2 separate regions of the Ovis aries genome follow, and region 2 is linked to region 1. Evidence: chromatin contacts called from public Hi-C data. All regions are on one chromosome and are shown on one strand. Each heading gives the region's core, a stretch centred on a gene start, on an enhancer-like site or on the middle of the called end of the contact. The rest is flanking DNA. Distances are from core to core; before and after follow the strand shown. Region 1 overlaps N4BP1 (NEDD4 binding protein 1). Region 2 holds the start of N4BP1 (NEDD4 binding protein 1).

What was found. Hi-C and Micro-C count contacts between places; a contact is called where the count stands out from the background.
Region 2: a Hi-C map of muscle shows a contact between it and region 1, with 4 times the contacts expected there. The contact joins the promoter of N4BP1 here to the enhancer-like site in region 1. A contact is called at or near these places in 7 of 16 Hi-C or Micro-C datasets (blood, hypothalamus, muscle and 3 more).

The regions. Positions count from the first base shown.
Region 1 is chr14:16,506,690-16,513,300 of ARS-UI_Ramb_v3.0, forward strand. It overlaps N4BP1 (NEDD4 binding protein 1), which reads right to left. Exons shown (of 6, transcript XM_042231581.1): 6 at 4,778-6,611. Among named protein-coding and RNA genes, the nearest start is that of TRNAW-CCA, 11 kb to the right of the region's middle. Within about 2 kb of position 2,447, at least 12 of the 54 cell types and tissues checked have an H3K27ac peak or open chromatin away from gene starts, as enhancers often do. A contact at or near this core is called in muscle, where this site is marked.
Region 2 is chr14:16,565,060-16,571,315 of ARS-UI_Ramb_v3.0, forward strand. N4BP1 (NEDD4 binding protein 1) reads right to left here and starts at 3,436. Exons shown (of 6, transcript XM_042231581.1): 1 at 3,051-3,436. The coding sequence starts at 3,248.

The sequences.
Region 1 (6,611 bases), core at 1,197-3,696:
GCTGTCTACAAGGTGCAGGAACAGGCTTGGGAAAGTTTTTTCTAAAGAGAGGACCATGTACCCCAGCTGGCCCCCAATTCAGAGAAAGAAGAAGGCAGAACACATCCCTTAGGATGAACCCAGCCCTCTTCCCTGACGTCTCCAGCCTCCCCTATGGCCTTCCTCTCCAGCTGCTGATCCTCTGCCCTGAGTGCTCTCCATCCACAGGCCCACCCCCTCCACCAGGCTGACCCCCATCCACCACACTCACACCTGTCTCTGGTCTCCTCCTATCATTGCCCCTCCCAGCAGAAAAGTACTCAGAAGGGACTAGAGACTGACATCAGTGAGTGGATGTATGGACACCTCACTGTGGCTTCTGGAGTCATTCACTGGACAGTTACTCAGGGTTCAAGTCTTGGCCCTTTAGGTCTCGTCTCAGAACAGCCCTGCCTCCGTTTTCACATCTGTAGGATAGGGGAATCATTCTTGCCTGCCCCACTGGGCAGCTGTAGAGACCCACCCAAGCAGGAAGATGGTGAATAGCTGTGGGTGGGACTGTGAAGGACACCTTGAAAGACCAGACGAATGGGGTCTAGGTTCAGTCTGGATGGGGCCGTGGGGAAGGGAGAGGGTCGAGGTTCATGTCGTCAAGTCACTTCCTGTTGGGAGGGCTCTCAACCCCTGGCCTCAGACTTTCCTGGGAGTCACCTTGACAGTGATGGCGGATATGGAGGCCCCAAAGGTGGGTGAAGCCGGGACAGTAATTCTGACAGTAATTCTCAGGTGGCAGCAGCAGATGGCTTCGAGCTGGATGCTGAGACTTCTGAGGCAGGAAGCCCTCTGATGCCACCTGCACTGTGGCAGATGAGGGCCTCTTCCCACCAGCTGGCTTGTACCATCAGCCGGTCACCTTCCACTGTCCCCACACAGCACAACATCCATCTGCTGGTGATGCTCAGGCTGATGCTCAGTGCTCATGTTCAGGCCCTGGGCCAAGGAAGCTGGAAGTGTCAGACGACTAGAAACACTCTGAAGGAAGACACCGCCTCTCCCAGCGGGGCAGCACGTGAGATCTGGACAAGGGCTTGCCTCACCTAGCGGCTGGGGGGTGCTGGAGCCCAAGCCCGCCGGCCTCTGCCTGTTGAACTAGGAGGTCTTCATGCGGCAGACTCCTCCGGTCTTCAAGGCACGCACTGACCTCGCTGGGCTCCCAGGCCCTGCCAGCACGTGTGGAGCAGTGACAGGGGTCTGCAGGGTGGGTAATGGCTGGCAGGAAGGCCCTTGCTTGGTAGAAAAGAGGCCGATGTCCCAGGAGGTCACCAGGAGCTCCACTCTGTCTTTGTTCAAAACCGTCCCTAGGTGTAAGTAGAGCCGGGAATCGAGGACACACAGCTGGGCTGGTGGTGGGAGAAATGGCCAAGCCAGCTGCAGCCACTGGTCACAGGAGAGAGGGCCCCATGCCCCTGCTCCCTCTGCTCTCCTCCTGCTCTGAGTCTTGCCTCTGTGGGGCCAAGGATTTGTAAAATACCGGAAGTTGGATGAGACACTGAGGACAAGCCCTTACTGGAGCCGCATGTGGGAAGGACTGTCAGGGGCCAGGGCCTTGTCTTGGGATTTCATCCCAGTGGGACCAACTCTTCACCGGACGTTGGTTCTCAGCCGGGGGCTCGCTGGGATCCCTGGGCTTCCGTTCACTGATCTCCCCAGTCCGGGGTGAGGCCTGGACGCCAGTGCATTTACAGCCCTTCCTCCAGGTGGCTCTGACGCACATCAGGATTGAAAACCACCCATTGTGAGGGTGGCGCCCTCACTTTCATTCAGAGATGAGGGGACTGGCCTCATCTGAGAGGGTAACTTCCTCTGATTACACAGCAAGAAGGGCCAGAGCAGGGCCCACACACCTTCACTGCTAGGGCTCGGGGAGCATGGGGCGCTTTGGAAAGGGCCCTTCTGGCCTTCTCGCCTCCCCCAGCACCGTCCAAGGCATGCAGCGGCTGCTCAGGACAGCTGGGGGACTGGGTAGAGGGGCTGGCAAGTAGAGCACAGAGGATTTGGTGCTGGGCCTCCAGCCCTCCCCCCACCACTTACCACTGGGCCTCAAGTTCCTTAGCTTTAAAGTGGGAGTAAGCGCCAGGGCCCTGACACCTCAGTGGGAAGGGGCTGCAAGACGGGGGTGGGACCTACTGTCGCTGTCGAGGGACCCTCGGTCTGGGAGGTTGTGAGCCAGTGTCCACAGCTTCTCCCGGCCAGCTGCAGGAGGCCCTCTCCTTCCTGCGGCCTTTTTTGGTGGCTGAAACCCTAGACTGATCTCAGAGCCAGACAGGCGGGCAGACAAGCGCATTCTTTTCGGGGGAGGCCCCCTCCTCCTCTCTCTGAGAGCCGCGAGGGGAGAGGACAGGGCCTGCCCAGGCTTGACCCCAGACTGGGTTTCAGGCTGTGAGGCCAAGTTGGGCTCCCTGGGGACCTGTGGAGGGAGTGGGAAGGAAAGCCCCAAAGGCCACCGTCTGCGGCGCGGAGTCTTATGGGAGGAGGTGACAGGGGGTTGATTCCAGAAGCCTCGAGGCGCAGGCGCTGCAGCTCCAGGGCTTACTCTGGGCGCTGATGACCAGTTTCTGGGCAAACCCCTGCCTGCCCAGGCTCCGTTTCCCTGATGGCTGTCACCAGCCCTGGAACCACATATGACAGGAGACTGGAACCCGAGCTGCAAAAAGGCTGCTTTCAGTTTCAAAAGCCATCAAAGGCCGTTTGACTGCTCTGTGTCCCCGTAAAGGAGCAGAAAGGAGGGCATGACGCACACAGAAGTGTACTCCGGACGGCGCTTCTACAGTGCTGGTCAAGTTAAAACAAACACACAAGGAACAACAATGTGCTCCCAGCACCTCCCACAGGAACCAGGCTGGACGTGGGCCCCACTCCTCAGGAACAGGGGAGGCAGCTTCCTTCCATAGCCTCCCTCTGGCCAGCGGGCTGACCACCTTGACCCAGGTCACAAGCCCTCCATTCTGGTCACTGGATGGAGGGAGGCAGTCCATCTCGGGTGCCATTCCGGCTGCCAAGTCACCTTGGCGGAGTGGGGAGGTGAAATGGCCTGTAGGAATTCAAGTCCTGCATCCTGGACACACACACACACACGCACGCACGCACGCACGCACACACACACACACGAGGGAGCGGTGGGAGGGGTGGGTGAGTCAAGACGCAGCCTGGAGGGCTGTGTCAGCCAGGGGATCAGCGCTCCCTCACTCTGTGGCCAAGCAGTGGCTTTGCCAGCATCCCCCCTGGGTCCCGCCCTGCCATGAGCCCGCCAGGCACTCAAGGGCACTGACCCTGTCAGAGGACTGACGTCCTGCCCAGCAGACAGCAGGACCGCTGCGGCCCTGAGGAGGGTCTAGACCACACTCAGGATGAGTTGGCAGGAACAGAGAACATTCAGCATCCGGAAGACAAGGTCTCCGCCTCTGAGATGGCCTACAGGGTGTGAACAGTCTTGTTAAGTGTCCGCTGGGCTGCAGGGCAGAGCCGGTCATGACCATCACTGAGGGGGTTCTGCCAGGCGCTGCTCTAGGCCCGTTTCTTCCTCGTGGCAGCCCCAGACGAGGAGGGCTGGCCCCATCACGGCTGTCTAACCAGTGACATGGCAGAACGTGGAAAGTCTAACTCCCAAGCAGCCGGCCTGGCCTCTGTCCAGCTAAGGGACAGAGCAAGAAAATCCACATGAAGGTGTCTGTGAGACACAACCGCAAGAGGATGAAGATGCCAGGAGGAACCAGCCTGTGTGAGGGTGAGGCTCCTTGAGAGCTGACTAGGGGGCTCTCCTGCAGCTCTGACGCATGGTCTTGGGGTGGAGTCTCCTGAGGCTCCTTGAGAGCTGACTAGGGGGCTCTCCTGCAGCTCTGACGCATGGTCTTGGGGTGGAGTCTCCTGAGGCTCCTTGAGAGCTGACTGGGGGGCTCTCCTGCAGCTCTGACGCATGGTCTTGGGGTGGAGTCTCCTGAGGCTCCGTGAGAGCTGACTGGGGGGCTCTCCTGCAGCACTGACACATGGTCTTGCTGTGTGTGTTGTCAGTCGCTCAGCTGTGTCTCTTTGTGACCCCCATGGACGGTTGCCCACCAGGTTCCTATGTCCACGGAATTTTCCAGGCAAGAATATTGGAGTAGGTGGCCATTTCCTCCTCCAGGGGATCTTCCCAACACAAGATTAAACCCGGGTCTCTTGCTTGGTAAGCAGATTCTTTACCACCGAGCCACCTGGGGAGCGCTGGTCTTTGGGATCTCCCTAAAGATGTGATGAGCCTCCCTTATTTAATCTGCCACGTGTATGGACAGCAATATGTATTTCACTTAAAGAGTCTTTGATTTCAAGGGATGTAAACCCAACATAAAGGAAAAGTGAAGCGTGTCAGGGTAACAGGCATCTGGGGAAGAATCTGAGTGCCATCAGGTTTCCATGACAACAGGAATCACACTGTCACGCTTCTGCTTCTCTCCACCCCGCCTCCCACCCAGGGCAGAAAACGGCCTCCATGAGATCTGCGCATGACACGTCTTAGCTCCCACTACCAGAGGGGGCAATCACAAAGCATACTTTGGCCTAGATGGGCCACCTTGTGGGCAGCAGGTCAGAGCACACTGCTTGGCTCAGCTGGGGGCAGGTGCCCATTCCTGGACCTGGTGGTGGTAGAGACTTGACAAGAAGGAAAAATGGAGAGTAGTGGGTTCCAGGGAGCAACTGCCGAGAATCTGATACTTGGAGGCCTTGCTGGCTGCTAGATGCCGCTGTCAAAAAGGCACCATCCTCCAGGTCAATTGAGCAGACTTTATTGAGCACCTATTAAGTGCAAGGCACTGTGCTAGGTGCTGAGGGAAATACAGAGAGTGAACACAGAAAGCCCTGCCCACGAGGAGCTCACAGTCTAGAAAGAGAGGTAAGACAGAGTACACGATCAGCCGCAGTGACACCAACCAGAGAGGCCAGTGCCGGGAGCAAGACACAGTGCTGCGGGGTCACGGAACATCAGGAGGCTGCTTCTGGCCAGCAGCTTTAGGCAAGGGCAGAGAGGGCACAGGGCTGGGCCTTTGAGGGGGAAGCCATCTGGGAGAAAGGGTATTTTAGCAGAGGAGAGATTCACTCGGAGTAGGAGCCCACAGGTGACGGAGGAAATTGTGCAGCTGCAGTGAGTGGGCCATTATGCATGACTGGGAGGTAGACTGCCAAGGATACTAAGCTCAGGAGGGTCTAAACTTGATACTCTGGTCAAGAGAGCCACTGGTCACTGACCAAGAAGAGGGGTGTGCAGAAGCGTATCTTCAGAAGATAAACCTAGCAGCTGCGCAGTCTCAGGGGGGTAGAGGGGGAGAGCTGTGAGGCGGGCTGACAGGTCAGAGCCTGATTCCCACAGGGAGGCCATGAGCACAAGATGCGGGGCAGGGGGCAATGGCCAAAAAACGGAAAATGGTGGATGAGGGGACCTTGTGGCAGGGTGGGTGGGAAAAGACAAGAGAACAGGCGCAGGCAGAGGGCCTGGGGGCAGTGGGTCTGGGGATGTCTCAGGGCTTCTAAGTAGAGCTAAATATGCACTCATAAGGGGCAGGGCTGGAGCTGGGAGTCACTTCAGCAAAGAGGGGATGATGTTCGAGTCAAGGAAGTGTGCTGATCTCTAAGGGTGAGCGATTCTCAAAATGTGGGCCATGGACCACCTGTGTGGGAACCATCCAGGGAATTTGCTGAAATGGCAGATTTCCACGCTTTACGCCAGAGCTATTGAATAAACCTCTCTGGGGGTAGTGCCCAGTCATCAGCATTTTTATTAAGAACTGCCCTCCCTATCATGCGTCCCACAGCTGGTCTGAAGTTTGGAGACCACCTGTTGAGCTGGTCTTTCTGCTGAACTGGCCTTTAGGTATAAGAAGGAAAAGGAATGAAGACTGTTTAGGAGTGAGGGAGATCTCAGAAAATAGGGAAAGTAAGGGTCAACAGTCGCAAAGAGTCGGACACGACTGAGCAACTGAACTGAACTACTCCTTGGAAGGAAACTTATGACCAACCTAGATAGCATATTAAAAAGCAGAGACATTACTTTGCCAACAAAGGTCAGTCTAGCCAAGGCTATGGTTTTTCCAGTGGTCGTGAATGGATGTGAGAGTTGGACTGTGAAGAAAGCTGAGCGCCGAAAAATTGATGCTTTTGAACTGTGGTGTTGGAGAAGACTCTTGAGAGTCCCTTGGACTGCAAGGAGGTCCAACCAGTCCATCCTAAAGGAGATCAGTCCTGGGTGTTCACTGGAGGGACTGATGTTGAAGTTGAAACTCCAATACTCTGGCCACCTCATGCAAAGAGTTGACTCATTGGAAAAGACCCTGATGCTGGGAGGGACTGGGGGCAGGAGAAGGGGATGACAGAGGATGACATGGCTGGAAGGCATCACTGACTCGACGGACATGAGTTTGAATGAACTCCGGGAGTTGGTGATGGACAGGGAGGCCTGGCGTGCTGCAACTCATGGGGTCGCAAAGAGTTGGACATGACTGAGCGACTGAACTGAACTGAAGGGTCAACAATGTCATGCTACAGTTACTGAATGTGGACATGGAGATTCAGGATTAGGAAAAGGTTTCCGAATTTGGAAACTG
Region 2 (6,256 bases), core at 2,186-4,685, 59 kb after region 1:
GGATCTTCCCAACCCAGGGCTCGAACCCGGGTCTCCCGCGTTGTAAACAGAGGCTTTACTGTCTGAGTCTTCAAATACAGAATTTCAAGCAAATCCTTTCCCTAAATCCTCACTGACTCCCTACTGATAAGGCCCAACTGGCCTGCATTTGGGTCCCTGGAGGCTTCACCTCTCACAGGGCACCTTGACACTTCCTACCCAAACACTCCATGTTTTTCTGGCTTCTAGGTCCTTGCATGCAACCATTTCTACCTGGGAATGTCCTGGTTCTTCAAAGACCAGCCCAAGTGTTAACTTCCTCCAACAAATTCCCCTTTGACAAAAGTGGTCACTCCTAGAGCATGTGCCTTTATTAAAAAAAAAAAAAAAAACACCTTCCCAGAACATTATCACTTTCTATCAGAGGCCACACCTCACCTCTCCATGGAGCCCTAACTACACCTCCACATTCTCCTCTACCTGAGCATTTGCTGAAGAGTAGTGAATTAACATTTTTAAAGCAGGAAAACAACAGGAACCATCTGATGAGACCCAGAAAGTTGCAATTAATCAGAGACTCTACTTCCCTGGTGGCTCAGTGGTGAAAAAAAAAAATCCGCCTGCAAATGCAAGGAGATGCAGGAGACATGGGTTCTAATCCCTGCGTCGGGAAAAGCCCCTGGAGAAGGAAATGGCAACCCACTCCAGTATTCTTGCCTGGAGAATCCCATGGACAGAGGAGCCTGGCGGACTACAGTCCATACGGTTGCACAGAGTCAGCCACAACTAAGCTAAAAAAGCTTCAAAAAGTCCTTCCCCTGAAACTTCCTTCCCCTAAATCTTTTCTTCCACAGCTTAACTTAAAATATTGTAGATGTTGAAGTTTGTTCTCCTATTCTTGAATATTTTTTGGCTGCACTGCCTAACATACAGGATCTTAGCTCCCTGGCAAGGAATGAACCCATGCCCCCTGCCTGCAGTGGACACACGGAGTGCTAACCACTGAAACACCAGGGAAGTCCCTCTGTTCTTAGTTTTTAGAAATCAAGTAAATTTTTTAAAAATCAAATTTTCTCTTCTCAAAAGAAGGTAAAGCAAACTCCAAAATGAATTAACGAGAACAAAGCCTTTGACGATAGCATTGAACTCTTACCAGTAACTCTCAATGGGGGAAAAAAACAGATTTCTTACAAGTAGGAAGGCTGGACTATGCACAACACATATAACAAAGATAAACGGGCAGGTGACACATACTACCAAGATAAGGTAAGACACACCTTTTCCAATTAGCTTATGCTGAGTTGCACAGCAGGGACAGGCAAGAGGACTGGAGCTGGGAGGGTCTGGCAGGGTTTTTCTGCAGAGCAAAAGCAGCACTTTCCACGCTTTGCAGTGAGCCATGAGTGAAGCTGAACTTGGAGCAGGCAGAGTACACAATAAAAGCAGTGTAGCAGTCAAACTACAGCTGAGTTTTAAGCTGAGAGATGCTAAGGCAGAAAACTGCAAAAATAAAGTAGGCTTGGATTAATAAGTGTTTTGTAAATCAGAAAAGTTTAGAGTGAAATGAGCTGGGCAATAGGAGACTTCTTGTGGGAGGATTAGTCTCATGCAAGTTGTAGTGGGGAGAGACGGAAGGCAATGAAATAGAAAGGGCACATACCAAGAAAGAAGGTCTTAATTGCTGCAAAAGTAATGGAAAAGAACGGAATGAGTGCATGGAAGAGACTTCAGAAGCCAATATAGGACTTAGTCATGTCAAACTTTTCAGCCCTGCTGAGTGGGAAGAAAACTGAGTAGCTGGAGGAGAAAACCAGGAAGACTGGGAAGAAGTTAAGACCAGCTGTCTGAAATCAGGAAGGTAATTAAAAAAAAAAAATCAAGAACAGCAAAGTAAACTTGATTCAACATCTGCACTGCTTTAAGCTTGGACAAGAATCATACAGTTAAATGTCCTATCTTTTCTAAACACATTAAAAGCAAGCAACCAGTTTTTTTTTTTTTTCTTTAAGCTAAGAAAAGTCAAGAGTTACAGCTAATCAGATTCTTCAAGGGCATTGTGAAATTTCTGAAGGAGAACACGAACAAAGGATCCCCCCACCCTCAGTGCTCATCATTTCGAAGATGGTATCAAGAACAAGGTCTCTGGAAACAAACTGCCTCTGTCTGAGTTGTGACTCTCCCACTTACTTGATGGGAAAAGCTGGAGAAACTTGGCTGGTGGGGGTGGGGTGAGGGTGAGGGGAGGATGTACTCTTGCAGTATTTTGGCTTGCGGAGGGAAGGGAGTAGATGTCTGAAGTAGGTGTAAGTCTGAAATGCTGATCTAGAGAGAAGGTGAGTCACCTCTCCGAAAGTTTCAGTTTCCCCAGCTGTTACAGACAGGAAGATAATAAAATCTACCTCACTGGATTTTTTTTTTTTTTAAGGGCTGCAACTGATAATCCTTCTGAAGTATTGCACATAACGTCTGATGTGCTATAACCATTCGATAAATGTTAGCGGCACACAAAACCAATACGAGGAATCATGCTATTTTTAGCACCACTATTAAACATTCCCTTCTCTTGTTGATGTTCTCTGAGTACTACACTACTACGATGGTTTTGTCAGATTCTCAGAGGGACTGACATCCCCCGAAGGGCCAGAATCCCTGTAGCGGAGGCCTGGGAAGAGAAGAGTGGCTGAGGTGGTGGGCCGGAGGTCGCGCGCCCAGCCAGCAAGGCCCTACGCACCAGCCTGAACAACAAGCAACACTCTCGACGCCTTCACTCCAGGCCAGCCTCAGCACATCACCTAGGCGAAGCCTCGCCGCAGCCCTCCGAGTCAGGTGCCTTCGTCAACGCCACTTTACACACGGGGAAACTGAGGCGCCAGAGATGAAACCGCTAGCCAAGGTCACATGGTTCGAGCGCCGAGGCTCGGAACGGCGCTCTCAGCACCGCGCCTGGCTGCGGTGGCGCGGGGAAGAAGGGGGTGGGCCGCCCAGGGACCCCCGATTAACCCAAGGCCGCGCGCGCGGCAGGGGGCCGGGCCGGGGAAGGCCATCTCGCGGGGGGCGGCGGCCGGACTCACCTTGGCGCTGTGCACCGCCTCCTGCGCCCCGCGGAGCTGCAGCCAGATGCGCGCGGGCAGCGGTTCCTCAGCTCCGAGCGCGCCGAGCACGGCCAGGCTCACGCCGAACAGGCCCTCGATGCGGCCGCGGCTCCTCTCCAGCAGCGCCGCCTTCTCGGCCGGCGCCGTGAACTCGTCCAGCACGGCCCGGGCCGCCATGGCGGGCGCGGCCTCCCGCGGCGGCGCCGGGGGCCGGCGGCGGCGACGCCCCCTCAGCGTGCTGCCGCTGCACCCGAGCCCGTCAGGCGGCGTCGGCCGTTTCGGCCGCCTCGGCCCGGCCCGCGCCCCGCCGCCTGGCCAGAAGGCCAGCTACACCATCCCGCCGCGGCCGCCGCAACTGGGCAACTGAGGGCAGATAGCCCCTTCACCGCCGCCGCCGCCGCCGCCGCCGCCGCCGCGGGCCGGGCCCCGCCGCCGCGCATGCGCCCCGCCCGCCGCCGTCATTGAGAGTCGCCACCCCCCGGGCGTGAGGGTGGGCGTGGGGGCGGAGGCGGTAGAAGTGGACGTCACGCTCAGTCGCCATGTTTGTTGTTGGCACGACGGTGGCGCTCGAGAGGGCTCCGGGTGGTCTTCGGTGAGGGCACTGAGGCTTTTGAGTGGCCTGGTGGCTGGCGAATTAATGGTTTCACAGATGGGGAAATTGAAGCCCCCAGCCAGTACGCGAGACTGACCCAGTGTCACGCTAGGGATTTGGCTTGCTTTCAGACATTTTGAAGCCCAACCTAGGGCTCTAGCAAATTGAGTTATCCAGCTTCTCATGCGTTGATGGATGGTTCTCTCTTCCTCCCTCCTCCTCTCACTCTCCTCTCTCCTCCTCTCCTACCCCCTCCTCCCCGCTTCCTTTGTTTTCCCTCTTTCTGTTATTTCAGTAAAAATGGTAACAGAAGAAAGTGGGAATAATGTGTATGGAGAATTGAGAAGGGAATGATTAAAGAAAAGTCAAAACATGTTTTCTTTTGGGAGGGGAGGAGGAGGTTGTGTTATAAGGAGATGTAAAAACCTGGGGACTGGGGGCTCTTGTGTGATTTTTTAATGTGGGACTTGGGCAAGTACACTCTAAACCCTCTTGGGGTTTAGATACCTGGGTTGCTCCCAGATATCTCCAAAGTCTTTTCCAGATTTTATGTTCTCTGACTCCATGAAAACAGATTGTGGAAGATAAAGTGGTTTCCTTTCTTTGTCCTAAATGTTGTCATATAATAAGAGACTTCGGGACCATGAGCATATTACTTGTCTAAGCCCACATTTTCTCATCTGTCAATGTGGATAGCAACAGTACTTCCTGCTGTTATGAAAATCAATATAGTACCTAAGTGAGCATGCATTATTAGCTATTATTATTGTTAAATTCGCAATATATTTAGGGCTCTATTTTCACAGAAAAGCTTTGTGTGGATTATGCAGCCATACTGAATTAGTGAGCCTGGGGACCCCCTTGCTCTGTACGGATTACCCCTTGAGGAGAAAGAAGGGGATCTAAAAATGTTGCCGTTGGAAAGGCCAAAGGGGAAAAGGTCTTGGTGAGAGGGATTACCCAAGGTAAAACCTCTCAAGAATCCTGGCTGCTGGGGTTTTCCATATGCCTCAGAAGTTCAGACAGGTGTGGTCCCCTGGTACCCCCACCGAAGGATGACTCAGCACAGGGAAGAGAACCACTAGGCTTAACAGACGCACAACTTCCTGCTCCCCTGGGCTTTTCCCTAGGTGTCCACATAGCCCGCCACCTTCATCCATCAGGTGGATGACCTGAGATTGGCTGAGGCAGGTCAGGTGGAGAGCAGTGGCCTCCCAAATAGACTGCACTCGGAGCTGGCGTCAGCACAGCATGTTACTTCCTGTCTTCCCAGTGCCCTCGCCTTAAATGGAGTTGCTATTGTTCAGTAATCCGGCAGGGCTTTCCCCGGGTGGTTCCTGTTTGCTCCCAACGACTTTCCTGCTGGTGAGTCCTAATTGCCTGTTCGGACTGAGAGAGACACTGCTTTGAAAAGCATACTACAGCTTCTTCCCCTTTCCCCACCAAAGCTCATCCTGAAGCTACTTAAGTAGTGCATACACACAACCATGAAAGAAAGCTGGGCATTTGGACTCTGTTCAGAAGTCATTGGGTTCGTGTATCGCCAGAGATACAGCTTTGGTTTTTTTTCCCCTGGTCAGAAGACTTGCCAGTTCCCATCCTGGTCAGCATTTCCCTTTAGGGAACTCTCAAGGTTTCCTGAGTATAGGGAACAAGGAGAGAGAGAAATCCCCTTTTAAGAAACTCCCTTGCTTCCTGCAGTTTCTGAACCACAACTTCCATCTGTTGGTCAGCCTTGACTATCTGGCTGGTTTCTCTCACCCACGACAGCTGGCACCAGGGAAGAGACCTTCATGGTCTCTATTCTACTTACAGATGCTGTAGCAGTTTTTCTCTAGTCTCCATAGCAACCAATGAGAGGGTGTTGAGGGAATCACTTTTCCCCTCGCCACGTTTTCATGGGAGGGGAGAAAGTGTATTCCCCTTGTCTCCAGCAGGGTTGACTGTGGAAGAACAGGTGCAGTGCCACTTGCCCACGCTCCACCAGGGCAGGAGCAGAACTTGTCAGACCCCACCAATTGCCAACTTTCCGAGAAGGATCTCCGCTCCCAGAGAGGGTGTGTCTGCTGTCTGTGGTTGCTCGCTATGTCAGTGACTGGGTGAAGTATTGTCACCTCAGCCACATCCTCCAGTCCAGCTTTGTCAGTAATAAAAATGACACTTTGATCTCTACCTGTCTGACACCTGCTTTTATTTCTCAGTTCTGAACACAGGAGGGGCAGAAAGAGTGTTTATTGGTTTCCAAAAACTCCAGCAGTGGTTGCTATTTTTATCATGCTTACTTTAAAGATGAGGAAAGAGAAACATAGATTCTGGAATGTTCCACAGAGCTGGTAAGTGAAGTGGTAGGAATAGGCATTTGAATCTAGGCAGTCTGACTCTGTACTGAGTGTTGTTATGTGCAATGGGCCCCCTTTTCTGTCCTTATGCAAAAGTAATGAGAAATGAAGTATTTCCTGCTATATCAGTAAATAGCGATATCACAGTCTTCAGTGATTGCAGCCACCACTGATGGTGAGCCCTGAGGGAACTCAAGAAGGAAATAATACCTGCCACCTAGTAGCCATCAGACCTACAGTGAGCCCTGAGGAAA